Linked DNA regions of Mus musculus: region 1 is linked to region 2. The links are chromatin contacts, called in public Hi-C maps. All regions are on one chromosome and are shown on one strand. The core of a region is the stretch at or near the end of the contact, and the rest is flanking DNA. Distances in the headings are between cores, read along the strand shown.

The links. Hi-C and Micro-C count contacts between places; a contact is called where the count stands out from the background.
Region 1: a Hi-C map of CD4 T cells shows a contact between it and region 2, with 7 times the contacts expected there. The contact joins the promoter of Ubxn6 here to the promoter of Taf8 in region 2. A contact is called at or near these places in 1 of 39 promoter capture datasets (cranial neural crest) and 1 of 484 Hi-C or Micro-C datasets (CD4 T cells).

What each region holds. Positions count from the first base shown.
Region 1 is chr17:56,073,707-56,077,264 of GRCm38.p6, forward strand. It overlaps Ubxn6 (UBX domain protein 6), which reads right to left and starts at 1,320. Exons shown (of 11, transcript NM_001379361.1): 1 at 1,130-1,320. The coding sequence starts at 1,212.
Region 2 is chr17:47,500,623-47,504,167 of GRCm38.p6, forward strand. Taf8 (TATA-box binding protein associated factor 8) reads right to left here and starts at 1,669. Exons shown (of 9, transcript NM_022015.4): 1 at 1,609-1,669; 2 at 662-818. The coding sequence starts at 1,647.

The DNA of each region.
Region 1 (3,558 bases), core at 70-2,569, 8.6 Mb after region 2:
TTGAATTAGTCAGCTTGGTTAATTAGATTGTACAGATGCTAGAAGCTTCCTGGGATAGTTGTTAGAACATGGATAATGCTCTGAGCTCAGCCCAAGCAGTGTGTTGTGTTCACAGAGCATGGTTGCAGCTCTCATCACTTCATCTGAGGAAATAAAAGTGACATTTACTTTTATAGATCACACACAGATCACGGACACTGGACCATCCCCTCCAACTTCTGGCCTGAGGATCCTTTGAACCTCCATGTTCCTCTCATCATTGAAACTGCCCCACTATTTGTAGCTGTACCCTGGTGTGTTTACCTCCCTTCTAGCCCTGGCTTGCAGGCCCCTCCTTCTCCTCACATTCAGCCCCAGTCGCTGGTTGTCATTTTCCTCCACATATACTTCCTGCAGACTACTCCCTGGTAGCCTGTAGCTGTCTCCAATCTCTACTTCACCCCTTCTGAGCAGCTCCAACATGCCTTACCTCCCTCTCCAGAACACAAAGTTCTCCGGAAAGAACTCCAGGAAAGTACTCCTGGAAGACCCGGAGTTGCCAAGGCCCCCACAGAGATCCCATCTTCACCTGTCACCCCAACCACTCAACAACATTCTGGGTCTGGGCCTCTCTGGTTTCCACACTCCTCCAAGATCCTTCTATAATCCTCTCTCACTCCCCAACCCCTCCCAGATTACCACACAACCTACAAAGAAGTCTTAACATCTCTCACAGACCTTCTTCCCACACCTTCTCTTAGGTCCTTCCTACCCACATTTCGCCAAGGCCACACCTTTAGGCGGCTCTTCTCTTAGCTAAATTCTGGGCATTGCCCCGTCCCTTCTCACCACCCAGAACCAAGAGTCTCTAAGCAGTGACCAACGCGCCCTGGCCACGACCGCCCACGCCTACCCTTAGCGCCCCGCCCACCCGTGCTACACCACACAACTGCCCTCCCTTCTGCCCCGCCCACCACTGCTACAACGCCCCGCCCTCATTGTAGGCTCCGCCCCTGCCTTACAATCTTCCACACCCCACCCACCAATCTACTCCTGCTAAGCATAGCCTAGAAAGACCCTGACACCCAACCGCCGGCCCTTTTTGCCCCCTGGCCCTCGCCCTCTCCGTCGCCCAACCAGCGTCACATACCCTGCGGAATCCGTAAGCTTCTGGCCGGGCCCCGCGCTCTTGAACTTGATGTCAGCCTTGATTTCCTGGAAGAACTTCTTCATGGCGGCAGCGGCCCGGCGGCTTGGGCCGCAGGGCGGAGGGCGCAGGGCCCGGGTGGATGAGGAGCAGGCGGCCAACCACCGGAAAGAAAATATCGCGGCGACGGAAGTCCCGCCTGGTTCACGTGACAATCGCCTTGCAGCACCTCGCGCGGGCGGGGCGCCATCTTCCTGTCTGCGGACGCCGTTGCCGGGGCGACAGGCTCGCCTCCCTTAAGACCGCAGCAGCCACCAGGGGAGCTTAAAGAGAGCATCCAAACAGCGAGCAGCCTAGAAGAGTACCCAGAGCTACTGGAACCAGGGTGGATGTCAGGAGTTCAAGGCCAGTCCATACTACAGAGAAAATGAGTATGAATGTACTGTGCATGAGCCTGAAATCTGCTCTGGGAGAGACAAGCTAGAAGGAGCCGACAGAGAGATTGGTACAGGCAAGGTCAAAGCAGAGACCGCAGTTGGTACAGGGCTTGCTCAACATGTGCAAAGCTGAGTTTAATCTCCTCCAACACTTCCATCTCGTGTGGTGTGTACACACAACAAAAAGTTGGATGCTCTGGACTCAGGCTTTTTAGAACACTACTGTTCATGTGAAAAACAGCCATCATCTAGATCAGAATCACTGTGACTGTGCAAGAGACCCCCAAAATCATATACTTCACTGTTAATGGTCACTCATTAGAAAGAAGGGGGGAAGTGGGTCATTGGACACAAACTTGAGATTCCAGGAGCTCTTCTGCACCCCCTGTCTGTGTGCATGTAATTCTACCCTAATGCGCATGGCATTGTGGTCTTTGGATCATGTAACTGAAGTGCCTATGGGCAAGCTTTCGTCTGTGTTGGTGTGAAATTTGTCAGAGATAAAGCAGCTTTGTGGGCTACCCAGGCTGTTAATAATTTTATTAGTTTTGCCAACCATTAGATCCAAAAATGCACAAAGCTGAAGGATGGGACACCCTGGTGATTTCAAGGAAACAAGCCCCATGGCTGGAGGAGAGCAATGGAGGCATTTGATGAGAACTGTGGAAGACAGGTTTCCAAGAGCTACAGTGAAGAGAGGAGTGGAGCACCTTAAAGAAGGCAGCCAGGATGTGGGCTGGAGAGATGGCTCAGCGGATAAGATCTTCTAGAGGTCCTGAGTTCAATTCCCAGCAACCACATGATGACTCCCAATCATCTATAATGGGATGCAGTGCCCTCTTCTGGTTTGTCTGAAGGGAGCAACAGTGTACTCACATACAAATAATTTTTTTTAAGATTTGTTTATTTATTTATTTATTTATTTATTTATTTATTTATTTATTATATGTATGTACACTGTAGCTGTCTTCAGACACTCCAGAAGAGGGCATCAGATTTTTGTTAGGGATGATTGTGAGCCACCATGTGGTTGCTGGGATTTGAACTCAGGACCTTTGGAAGAGCAGTCAGTGCTCTTAACCGTTGAGCCATCTCACCAGCCCCAACAAACCTTTTTGTTGTTGTTGTTGTTGTTTTGAGAGACAGGGTTTCTCTGGATAGCCCTGGCTGTCCTGGAACTCATTTTGTAGACCAGGCTGGCCTCGAACTCAGAAATCCACCTGCCTCTGCCTCCCGAGTGCTGGGATTAAAGGCGTGCGCCACCATGCCCGCCAACAAATAAATCTTAAAAAAAAAAAAAAAGGCAGCCAGGAAATGTTTAATAAATGTTCCAGGGCTGGTGAGATGGCTCAGTGGGTAAAGAGCACTGACTGCTCTTCCAAAGGTCCTGAGTTCAAATCCCCCGGCAACCACATGGTGGCTCACAACCATCCGTAATGAGATCTGATGCCCTCTTTTGGAATGTCTGAAGACAGCTACAGTGTACTTACATATAATAAATAAATCTTTTAAATAAATAAAATGTTCCAAGACATGGTATTTTAGTCCTTTGGCGGGGGGCGGGGGGGAGCCAGTCACTGGTGGCACATTCCTTTAAATCCCAGCACTCAGGAGGCAGAGGCAGGCAGAACCTGGTCTATAGATTGAGTTCCAGTTTCTTGAGAAAGAAAAGACAGAGAGAGAGAGAGAAAGAAAGAAAGAAAGAAAGAAAGAAAGAAAGAAAGAAAGAAAAAGATAGATTGTGGGGTTTTTTGTTTGTTTGTTTTTGTTTGTTTGTTTTTTAATTTGTAGACTTGCGTTTTACTATGGAGACCAAAATGGCCTTGAACTCACAGAGATCTACCTGTCCCTACCTCCTGAGTACTGAGATCATAGGTGTACACCACCAAGTTCCCCACTATATATGTCAGCGGGAAGGCAGCCAGAGAACCAAGAAGGAGCTTTATTCCTTTGAGACAGGGTCTCTCCCTGAACCTAGAGCTAGGCAGGACACAA
Region 2 (3,545 bases), core at 419-2,918:
TTATCTGGGTCTAGAATGCTTTCAGCCTCTGAGACTTACTGCTGATGTCTGAACACAGTTACATTATATTCATATACATAAAATGAATAAGTAAATTGAGAGAGAGAGATTGATTGATTGATTGATTGATTAGGCTGGGTGGTGGTGGCACGTGCCTTTGATCCCAGCACTCAGGAGGCAGAGGCAGATGGATCTATGAGTTCAAAGCCAGCCTGATCTACAGAGTGAGTTCCAGGAGAGCCAGGGGTACACAGAGAAACCCTGTCTTGAAAAACCAAAGCGGGGAAGGGTTATATTAAAAAACAAAAACAAATTCAAAGACAGAAAGGAGACGTTCTTGGGGCTGTGGAGAAGACCGAATCCAGTGTTGTTCAGGGATACAGGGCTTTGGACATGGATAACGCTGAGAGTTGTGTAACACTTAATGCCACTTAATGCCGCTGCAGACGACTGAAATGACAAGGTTGCTATTTGTGTCTCTCCCACATGTATAAGCATCGAAACAGTCTCATTCTACAATGGACATGTGTGTTTCTTCTGCCTGAAGCTGAGTCTCTAACAGTCTTCCAAGAGAAGGGGAGAGAGAATCTGGGATGGAGTTCACGGAGCTGGGGGGGGGTCTGTAAAGGAAACAGCGGGCCTAGTGTTTCTTGGTACTCACAGCTCTGCAGCATCTCTGTCAGTGTCTCCACAGACGCTTTCTCGGCACTCTCAAATCCCGCCTCTGTCAGCAAGGAGCTCACAACCACTTGCAGGGTCCTCCTCCGGGCCAGATGGTAGTTATCAGCAGGGTTAGTGGATTGCTTACTTCCCGGTCTCTGGAAATCAGAAGCCCAGAGTGAGACTTTGAACCACTAGATGTGTGTGTTTTGCGCGCGTGTGTGTGTTCCTGCGAGTGCAGGTGCCGCGCTGGCCCGGATTCCGTGAAGCAGGAGTTACAGGTGATTGTGAGCCACTCCACCAAACTCAGGTCCTCTGAAAGACCAGCAAGTCCGTCTTAACCACTAAACCATCTCTCCAGCCCCATTCACTTCTTTCTGGAGCAAAGTTACAGGAGCGGGTCTGTGGTGGGCACGCCTTTATTCCCAGCACCCGGGAGGCAGAGGCAGGCGCGAGAGGAGGCAGGAAGAGAGAGGGAAAAGCAAAGGAAGAATATATACACGAATGATGGTACTGAGCGAATAAATCTACTATCTTCTTGTCCCATCACACCATTTCAGTAACCAGGAAAATTAAACCAGCTACCACCACAGGATGCAGAGGAGAGCTAGGCATCACCGCAGAGAAAGGCAGAGCAAGTAAATATTTTACGAAGTTCCAACTTCGGCCGGCCAGTAAGAGGATAAAAACAGCCTCTTCAGACCAATCAGAAGGAGTTCCGGGTTCCCACCTCAACAAGGAACAAGCCAATCAAGTCTCAGATGCAGCAATTCAGGAGGCCGCTGCCAAAAGCCAAGCAGCGGGGACCGCCTACGGCCAGAGATACTCTCCAGCCCCGGGTCTCAGAGCGGGCCTGGGCTTCTCGGTTCGAGACCGTGGCCCAAACCGTGGGAGAGATCCAGAAGACCCAAACTCTTTCGGCTTCACGCCGCGCCTCTCCACCCTTACCGTTCCGGAGCCACCAGGCCCGGCCGCCGTGTCAGCCATCTTGCTCTTGCGTAGTGTGCGTGAGCGCGGGGCACGATGGGACTTGTAGTTGCGGGGTGGGAGGTGGAGAAGGGCGGGGCCGCGGGTGCCCCGCCTTATAGAAAAGCTCTACGAACACGTGTGAGTCTGGGGTGGGGGTGGAGGGAGCTCGGGATAGCCCAAGCTCACGTGGCGTTGTGTGACCCAAGCTTTCTTGGACACTTAAGTCAGTAGCTGTAGCAATTGATCTGGAAGACGCACTGTGAGATGCACTGAGTTAAAAGAAACATATTTTGTCCAGGAGCCTGCCGTCTGTAATCCTAGCACTTTGGAGCTGAGACCAGAGGATCTAGAGTTCCAGGCTAGCGTGGGCTATGCAATGAATTAAAGGCCAGTTTAGGACTACATAAGGAGACCCTTTCCCTGAAAAGAAAAGAATAAAAATAAAAACAAAAACAAAGCCATTTGTATGAAGTAAGTTCTCAGAAATACACTAAGAATACAATTTGGGTCTGGAGAGATGGCTCAGCGGTTAAGAGCACTGATTGCTCTTCCAGAGGTCTTTAGTTCAATTCCCAGCAACCACGTGATGGCTCACAACCATCTACAATGAGAACTGGCGCCTTCGCAGGGCCTTGGTGGTGCACGACTTTAATCCCAGCACTTGGGAGGCAGAGGCAGGTGGAGTTCTGAGTTCGAGGCCAGCCTGGTCTACAGAGTGAGTTCCAGGACAGCCAGGGCTACAAAGAGAAAACCCTGTAAAAAAAAAAAAAAAGAAAAAGAAAAAGAAAAAGAAAAAGAGGGGCTGGTGAGATGGCTCAGCGGTTAGGAGCGCCGACTGCTCTTCCAAAGGTCCTGAGTTCAAATCCCAGCAACCACATGGTGGCTCACAACCATCCGTAATGAGATCTGATGCCCTCTTCTGGTGTGTCTGAAGACAGCTACAGTGTATATAATAAATAAATAAATATTTTAAAAAAAGAAAAAGAAATCTGGCGCCCTCTTCTGGTGTGTCTGAAGACAAGACCAATATACCCACATGTATGCAATAAATAAATATTTAAAAACAAAAAAACACTTTGGTTCTGCTTGCTCTTCCAGAGGTTCTGAGTTCTATTCCCAGCAGCCACATGGTGGCTTACAATTATCGGTAATGGGATCCAATGCCCTCTTCTGGTGTGTCTAAAGACAGCTACAGTGTGTGTATTCATATAATTGAAACAAATAAATCTCTTTTAAAAATACACTTTGGGGCAGAGAGGTGGCTCAGTAGTTAAGAACACATACTGGGCTGGAGAGATGGCTCAGTGGTCAATCAGAGCACTGACTCTTCTTCCTGGGGTCCTGAGGTCCTGAGTTCAATTCCCAGCAACCACATGGTGGCTCACAACCATCTGCAATGAGTTTGGATGCCCTCTTCTAGTGTGTCTAAAAGACAGCTACAGTGTACTCATATACATAAAATAAATAAAATCTTAAAAAAAAAAAAAAGAACAAACACATACTGCTCTTGGAGATGACCCAAATTTGAGCACTCATATTGAGTGTCACAACTGCCAGGTAGATGATGGGAACTGAATCTCTGGAAGAGAAGAGTACTCTTAACTGGAGCAACTTTGCCCCTTGAATGTCATGGTGGTTTGAATAAGAATGGACCCCCTAGGCTCAAATATTTGAATGCTAAGTCACCAGAGTTGGGCAATTTGTTAGAGGAGAGGTGTCACTGGAGGTGGGCTTAGAGGTTTCAAAAGCTTACACCTGGCCCAGTGTCTGTCTGTCTGTCTGTCTCTCTCTCAATCCCTGCCTCTCTGTCTCTGAGTGTGAGCCTCTGTCAGCCTGCACACCAGGATATAGCATAGGGTCCTCAGCTATTGTCCCAGCGCCATTTACACAGCCATGCTCCCCACCATGACTGATAA